2 separate regions of the Pan troglodytes genome follow, and region 1 is linked to region 2. Evidence: chromatin contacts called from public Hi-C data. All regions are on one chromosome and are shown on one strand. The core of a region is the stretch at or near the end of the contact, and the rest is flanking DNA. Distances in the headings are between cores, read along the strand shown. Region 1 has its middle 15 kb from the start of THEMIS2. Region 2 has its middle 22 kb from the start of PTAFR.

The links. Hi-C and Micro-C count contacts between places; a contact is called where the count stands out from the background.
Region 1: a contact with region 2 is called in a Hi-C map of induced pluripotent stem cells, with 2.0 times the contacts expected there. The contact joins two enhancer-like sites. A contact is called at or near these places in 3 of 7 Hi-C or Micro-C datasets (induced pluripotent stem cells and stem cell-derived neural progenitor cells).

Annotation. Positions count from the first base shown.
Region 1 is chr1:203,136,237-203,140,273 of NHGRI_mPanTro3-v2.0_pri, reverse strand. No RefSeq gene overlaps it. Among named protein-coding and RNA genes, the nearest start is that of THEMIS2, 15 kb to the right of the region's middle. Within about 2 kb of position 2,618, at least 12 of the 24 cell types and tissues checked have an H3K27ac peak or open chromatin away from gene starts, as enhancers often do. A contact at or near this core is called in induced pluripotent stem cells, where this site is marked.
Region 2 is chr1:202,796,091-202,799,914 of NHGRI_mPanTro3-v2.0_pri, reverse strand. No RefSeq gene overlaps it. Among named protein-coding and RNA genes, the nearest start is that of PTAFR, 22 kb to the left of the region's middle. Within about 2 kb of position 1,949, at least 3 of the 24 cell types and tissues checked have an H3K27ac peak or open chromatin away from gene starts, as enhancers often do. A contact at or near this core is called in induced pluripotent stem cells, where this site is marked.

The DNA of each region.
Region 1 (4,037 bases), core at 1,369-3,868, 340 kb before region 2:
TGTATTTTTAGTAGAGATGGGGTTTCACTGTATTGGCCAGGCTGGTCTTAAACTCCTGACCTCGTGATCCACCTGCGTCGGCCTCCCAAAGTGCTGGGATTACAGACGTGAGCCACTGAGCCACCATGCATTCTTGCTTTCAGAATCTGAGTTGCAGAGTGAAACTTGGATTGGCATTTCAAAGAAGGCACAACAGAATATACATACCTGCAAGGATTTTTTTTTTTTTTTTTTGAGACAAAAGTCTCACTGTGTCCCCCAGGCTGCAGTGGTGCGATCTCGGCTCACTGCAACCTCCGCTTCCTGGTTCAAGCGATTCTCCTGCCTCAACCTCCCAAGTAGCTGGGACTACAGGCACCAGCCACCATGCCCAGCTAATTTTTGTGTTTTTAGTAGAGGTGGGGTTTTGCCATGTTGGCCAGGCTGGTCTCAAACTCCTGACCTCAGGTGATCTGCCTGCCTCAGCCTCCCAAAGTGCTGGGATTACAGGCGTGAGCCACGGCCCCCGGCTGATATTTCATGTACTTTAAGGGCCCAGTTAAGCGGAAGCAGAACTGGGGAGGCATGTATGTGTGGAAACCTGGCTTAGCTGGCGCCATACTTCTGATTCCAATTATGTTTTAGGTGCCCTCAGAGATAAGCACTCCAAGATGGGGCTCAACTGCCTCTTACCCTAATTAGCTCTGGATGACAATACAGATGGATGAGCCCCTTCTGTTCACTACCAGGATCAGCAGTGGCCTCATACTCATGTGAGCACAGTGCTGCTGAGGGACACAGCCTGTCCCTATCTTGGGACACAGGCCCAGCCCGGATGAGAATTGACTGCTGGTTTCCCCGAAATCCTGTGCCCACTGATGGGCCACCTGCTAAGAAGGGAAGGTAGACCCATGTTCCCCTCCCCAGGGTGGGAGACGGTGGTAAATCCTGTGGAGAAAGACATCTACTGACTGAACAGCCCGTTCCCCAGGGGATCCTGGCCCAGGATCAGCTGTTTGATGACCGTTTGCCTAAAATATGCTCACTACTAAATATAGGTCAGAATTTCAGAGTCAAAAGAGACCTGGGAGGTTCTGTCTAGACCCTTCATTTTGCAAATGAGCAAACTATGGCAGTGAGGACTTGCTTCATTCACCTTGGATGGATCAGACGTCTATGACTTGGGCCTATGGAAGTGCACCACCCCTGCTACCCCAGCTACTACAAGAGGCTCACCTAGAGGGAGACAGCCATGCACTCAGATGCTGTCTAGACCCTTGACAGCTCGAGTGGAAGGATGGAGCCGGCGAGAATAGCAATAGGAATTTATTACCTGAGGCATGTGGACCATGGTTTTCCCAGCAGAGGGGCCACCATGAGAGGGGTGTGGAAAGAGGACATGGGATGGGGGTGGCTGGTGAGTGGGAGCAGGGAGGAGAGCCTACCCTGTAAGCTTTGCTAGGGAATTACCAGGAAGGCACTGAAGGATATTTTTCTTAAAAAAAAAAAAAAAAAAAAAGACATGCTCAGGTAGATATTTTGGAAAATGCAGAGAAACTGACATCACACACACCCTCACCTAGAGCAGGGGAGGCTTCCTTGGGAAGGTCTCAGCCCGGGCAGTGAATGGTCAGGTTCAGATGATAGAAAATCCATGGGGTAGCAGGTGAATAAGGGGGTCCCTGGCCTCTCATGAATCTCTCCACGCAGGGAGACAAGCAGGTGTTCTAGTGCTCTCTTTCTCACAGCTTAGCAGATCTAGAGAAAAGTCCAGGTGTTTCAAGAAGACTGAAGATGGCTGGGCTCAGTGGCTCACACCTGTAATGCCAGCACTTTGGGAGGCCAAGGCGGGCGGATCACCTGAGGTTAGGAGTTCGAGACTAGCCTGGCCAACATGGCGAAACCCCAATCTCTACTAAAAATACAAAAATTACCCAGGCATGGTGGCGCACACCTGTAATGCCAGCTACTCGGGAGGCAGAGGTTGCAGTGAGCAAGATCGTGCCACTGCACTCCAGCCTGGGTGACACTGCGAGACTCTATCACAAAAAAAAAAAAAAAAAAAAAAGACTGAAGAGAGAGTTCTCCGTTAGTTCTGCCTGTGGGAGGGGAGGGGGGGCTTCAAAGAGCATGACATTGGATGTCTCCACGTGGTGGAGGGGAGGGTGCTCCACGCAGGGGCTACTGTGGGAGCACAGATGGGGCAGAGTGGACTAAAGTCTGGCATATGCTGGGGTGGAGGGAAGGTCCTTGAATGCCTGTGGAGTTTGGATGTTCTCTGTGGAGAGGGAATAAAACCATTGCCTGTTCCCTGGAGGGAATTGGATGCTGAAGCTTCTACCTTTAACAGGGGCATGGGTGCAGTTCCAGCCTCTGCCAGCAGGCTGGGCCCTGTGCCCACTTTTGAAAGACCTTCAGGGCTGTGAGGCATGAGATGAGAGAGGGAGGGAAGATAATCTGGCTCACTGCCGGGCACTTTATGTGACTTACCTCCTTAATTCCCCCGGGCACAGCCCTGAGAGGAGGTTGGCAGTGTCCACATTTTACAGATGGGGAACTTGAGGCTCAGGGTACACAGACCCAGGTCACAGCCCTGGCAAGCCATGCAGTGGGGATTCTAGCCCGGCCCTGAGGTTTTGGAGCAGGGACGGTGCAGGGGAGTCTCCAGCCCAGGCTCCTCCCCTGCTCTTTCCACATCTGTGACAGGCTCTGGATTTTGTTCCCTGAGTTTTTTTCCTTCTCGAGTTCCTGTCCCCTCTGTCTCTATCTCTGTCCCCTTTGTGGTATGTGGGGCTTCAAATACTACTCAGTCTCAACAGCTGTGCCAGGTTGGGCCTGGGCAGCTCCCCATAGAGGCTGGCGCCCATAGCCAGGGGCAGGGTTACCAGCAGGAAGTGCACCCCTGAGCCCCTCACCTCGGCTCCCAGCCTGCCTGCCTCGGCGGCCCCCACATCCCCGCCTCCCCCATCAAGGCACCTGCTCCCACTGTGCCCCATCCTGTTGGCGGCAGTCCTCCCTCTCCTTTGGGTCACTGGCAGCAGCATCCAGACTCACCATTACTGTCCTCTCCTTCATGGAAAATTAAGCAAACCCTCTTGATTCCACTCCCCGCCAGCTGCCCCAGCCGCCCTCCCATTTCTCTGCTCCACTTTCTGTCCCTAGTTCCTCTCCTCCATTTGCTGTTGAACCTACTCCAGGCAGGCTCTTCCCCCAACACTCGCTCCCTCCACAGTTGGTCATGTTTGCTTCTCTGCGGCCCCTCATTTCCCTCTGAGTGAGAGCCAGCCTCACCCTGCCCTGCACGCCGTCACCCTCCCATCACCTCTCTGCTTCCCCTTGCTCGCTCCCCTATAGCCCATGGGCTTCTGGCTGCTCCTTCCACCCTCAGGGCACATGCCTGCCCTGCCCCTGTGGCTGGGTCTCTCTCCCAGGCATCAGCAGGGCTCCCTCGCTCCCTGTCCCTACGTTGAGAAAGAGAAAAGCAGGCCCTGACCTCCTGGAGCCCAGCGGGGCTTCGGTATTCTCCAGCTGAACCTAAATGACTTCACAGGACATCAGCAACAGACAAACCACCTGGGACCACGATGGATCACGACACAAACAGGGCCACTCCACAGTCATGTCTGAGCACAAATAAAACATGAACATTGTCCAAGCCACAAAAAGGACCAATCATCCCTGCAGTGGGTGTTGACTTGTAGGCCCTAAAACATTCATCCAGGACCTCAGAATGTCACAGTTGAAGTAGGATCTTTGCAAGTGTAATTAAGGTAAGGATCTTCAGATGAGATCGTCCTGCATTAGGATGGGCCCTAATCCAGGAATGACCTAATAGGAGACAGAAAAGGAGGCCGGGAGTGGTGGCTCACGCCTGTAATCCCAGCACTTTCGGAGGCCAAGGCGGGTGGATCACGAGGTCAGGAGTTTGAGACCAGCCTGGCCAACATGGTGAAACCCTGTCTCTACTAAAGATACAAAACAATTAGCCGGGCATGGTGGTGGGCGCCTGTAATCCCAACTACTTGGGACGCTGACGCAAGAGAATTGCTTGAACCCAG
Region 2 (3,824 bases), core at 700-3,199:
CCTCTGGGAAAGAGAAGTTTCTGCCTTCTGAAGCCATATCTGGCTGAGAGGGAGACAAAGCCATCCCTGTCCCCATAGCCATCAGGCTGAGGGAGAAGACAAACCCTTGCACCTCAGAGTTCTGGCAAAAGCCTAGGACTGCACTCAGTGCTCCAGCTTTGCACATTCTGCACTGAAAGTTACTCTATTTCTATTAATACCTCTCCCCACCGCCCCCTACCACAACCAAAATATTGGGCTTAGCAGGGAGCAGAGGTGTCAGGCCACAGAGGAAAGCAAACTGGGCCATGGCATAGGTGAACATTCTCAAATGCCAGCTCTAAGAATCTGCCAGATGAGGGCTTAACCGCCGCCTCTGGTCCTCAGCTTGAGCCCTGCAGTGAATGTTTTCTGAGCCTATTTCCTGAGTCTGTAAGAGCCACACATACTCCCTACCTCACACTTAGCATGATGACTGGCACGTACCAGGAATTCAGTAAATGAAAATCACTTTATTTACCCAAGCTCCTGTCGAGTGTCCCAGGCTTAGGGGTCAACTCCTTTCCCCACATCAGACTCAGTTGGAGAACTTGTTAAAAATAAAAGTTTAGCCGGGCGGGGTGGCTCACGCCTGTAATCCTAGCACTTTGGGAGGCTGAGGTGAGTGGATCACCCAAGGTCAGGAGTTCAAGACCAGCCTGGTCAACATGGTGAAACCCCGTCTGTACTAAAAATACAAAAATTAGCCAGGCATGGTGGTGGGCGCCTGTAATCCCAGCTACTCGGGAGGCTGAGGCAGGAGAATCGCTTGAACCCAGGAGGTCGAGGTTGCAGTGAGCTGAGATTGCACCATTGCACCCCAGCCTGGTTGACAAGAGTGAGACTCCATCTCAAAAAAATAAAAAATAAAATAAATTAATTAAATAAAGGCTTAGGCCAGGCGTAGTGGTGTATGTCTGTAATCTCATCACTGTGGGAGGCTGCCGTAGAGGATCACTTGAGACCAGGAGTTCGAGACCAGCCTGGGCAACAAATCCAGACCCCATCTCTACCAAGAAAAAAAAAAATAGCTAAGTATGGTGGTTTGCACCTGCAGTCCCAGCTATTTGGGAGACTGAGGTAGGAGGATCGTTCAAGCCCAGGAGATTGAGGCTGCAGTGAGCCATGATCGCAACTGCACTCCAGCCTGGGTGACAGAGCAAGACCCCATTTCAAAAAAAAAAAGATTCTGATATAGCAGTGCTGGTGATGGGGCCAGGAAGAGTGAAATTTTAACAAGCACCCAGGCGATTCCAAGGTAGCAGCCCATGGAGCAATACAGGCTTGGAAGGACTCCAGAGGAAGCCAAGGAGAGGAGGGTTCAATCCTTCAGAGGCTGTTTCTAGCTATGCTTGCCTATCTCCCACCAGAGGAATGGCAGCCCCACTAAGCCACAGGTATGTGGTTAGGATAATGGCATCACTGACAGAACCCTAAGCTCCACCCACCCCCCACCTCTTGGAGGACTGGCTGTCCCTGCCTGATGGCTCCATCCCTGGCTGGGTTAAGTTGGGAGCTTGTTAAAGATCCAGCTGTCTGTCTCCCCACCACACACACACATACCCCACCCTGAATCAGAATCTTCAGGGAGATCAGAAAATGTCCTTGTAGGCCAGGTGCGGTGGCTTATGCCTATAATCCTAGCACTGTAGGAGGTTGAGGTGGGAGGACTGCTTGAGCTCCAGAGTTCGAGACCAGCCTGAGCAACATAGTGAGGCAGGATAGTTTGAGCCCGGGAGGTTGAGGCAGCAGTGAGCCATGATCATCGTGCCACCACACTGCAGCCTGGGCAACAAAGACCCTGTCTCAAAAAAAAAAAAAAAAAAGAAATGTCTTTTTAACAAGCTTCCCAGGTGTCCTCAATCCTCAGCTCTTTCATCCCTTTATTTAAGCAGGGAACAACCAGCAGGAGTGGGGCAGGGAGGAACGGCCACTGTGCACCCCACTGTGCTGGGCACCTGGCTTCCCTGACCTCCTCAGTCCTCAGGATACCACACACAGTAGAGTCAGGATTCAAACTCCAGTCTGTCTGATGCCAAATGCAGGCATATTGTCTCCATTTGGAAGGTTTGCCTCCATTTGTTTTATAATGAACAGAATCTCACTGATTTGCAAAACACGAATGGAGACGGTGTTTTTACCCTCATTTTACCAGAGGAGGCAGCTAAAGTCCAGAGAGGGGAAATGATTTGCCAGAGACACAATGCTAATGAGTGGTAGAGCAGAAAACTCAAGGAGGTGGGTGACTTCACGCCCTTTTGCACTCATTCCACAGGGCCCTTGTCGAGCTCCGAGCCCCCAGTTCTAATGGTGAGAAGCACTGATAACCTCCAGCAAGAGGCAGATGATCCAGATGTGCTAGGTTGAGGTTGGGGAGAGGGAGAAGGAAATCTAGAGGGGCAAATCCTGTTTCCTTGAGTTCCACCCTTAGAGCAGGCCCAGACCCATCCACAACCTCCCACACATTTCTTCCTACTTCCACTGGGGCCCCAGGGAAGCGGGAGGGGCCAGAAAGTGAAGCTGGCTGTGGCTGCTCCAGGAAGCAGCTGAGAAGCCACAGCCATAGGGTGCGGGCGTTCAGGTGACTGGAATGCCGAAGGCAACAACAGCTGATGCTTTCTTTCAGTGGTTACAATTTTTTTTTTTTTTTTTTTTTGAGACAGAGTCTCGCTCTGTCACCCAGGCTGGAGTGCAGTGGCACAAGATCTTGGCTCACTGCCTGCAACCTCCACCTCCCGGGTTCGTGATTCTCCTGCCTCAGCTTCCCAAGTAGCTGGGACACAGGCACGTACCACCATGCCTGCACCACCGTGCCCAGCTAATTTTTTATTTTTAGTAGAGACGGGGTTTCACTATGTTGGCCGGGGTGGTCTCAAACTCCTGACCTCTAGTGATCTGCCTGCATCGGCCTCTCAAAGTGCTCGGATTACAGGCATGAACCACCACGCCCAGCCTACACTTCATTTTAAAGGTGCAGTTCCCACTTTACATACCAGGATGCTGAGGCTCAGAGTTGATGTTACTGGCCCATATGCCGGGTTTCTACCCATACCTGGCTGGCTCCTTCCACCTCACCTCTGCCCACAAAGGTCATCTTGCCAGCAGTTGGCTCCACAGCTGGGGAGCCTATCTGCTCCACTATTTACAGAAAACAAGAAAAGTGGCTCATCCAGCCTTTCATTTTCTTCTGGGCCCTGGCACTCCTCCAGCAAGCCTTCCCTACCCAGAGAGCTCCCCTTAACCTATTCATGGATGAAGGGGTGGGAGAGGATGGCACTGCCATAGCCACAGCCCCACCCTGGAGGCCAGTCTTGACTGTACTGCCTCAAGTCAATGCCCAGCATACACTCCTCTCCCCAGCCACGTCATCACAGAGATTGCTCCAAGCAGGGTTATGAGAATGGGCTGGGACCACTGCTGATCTTCCCAGTGGGTCTGTCATTAAAATGTGCCAGAAAGTAAGTGGGAAGACTTTGGTCCATCTAGGAAAATACGATGTCCTGACTGAAACCCAAATTCCTCAATATGCCATTATGATCTCCCTGATCTCATCTCACCTCGTCTGTGCTCTAAGCATAACAAATGTTGTTCAGTCCCATGAATGGGCTATTCTCTTACCCTCTGGGCCTTTGCACATGCCATTCTCTCTGACTGAAACATCTTTCCCTCAAGTCCCACCCCTTCTGTGCCAGACACTGTTGTTTCTAGCAGGCATTCTTTTTTTTTTTTTTGAGACGGAGTTTCATTGTCGCCCAGGATGGAGTGCAGTGGCGCGATCTCGGCTCACTGCAAGATCCGCATCCCGA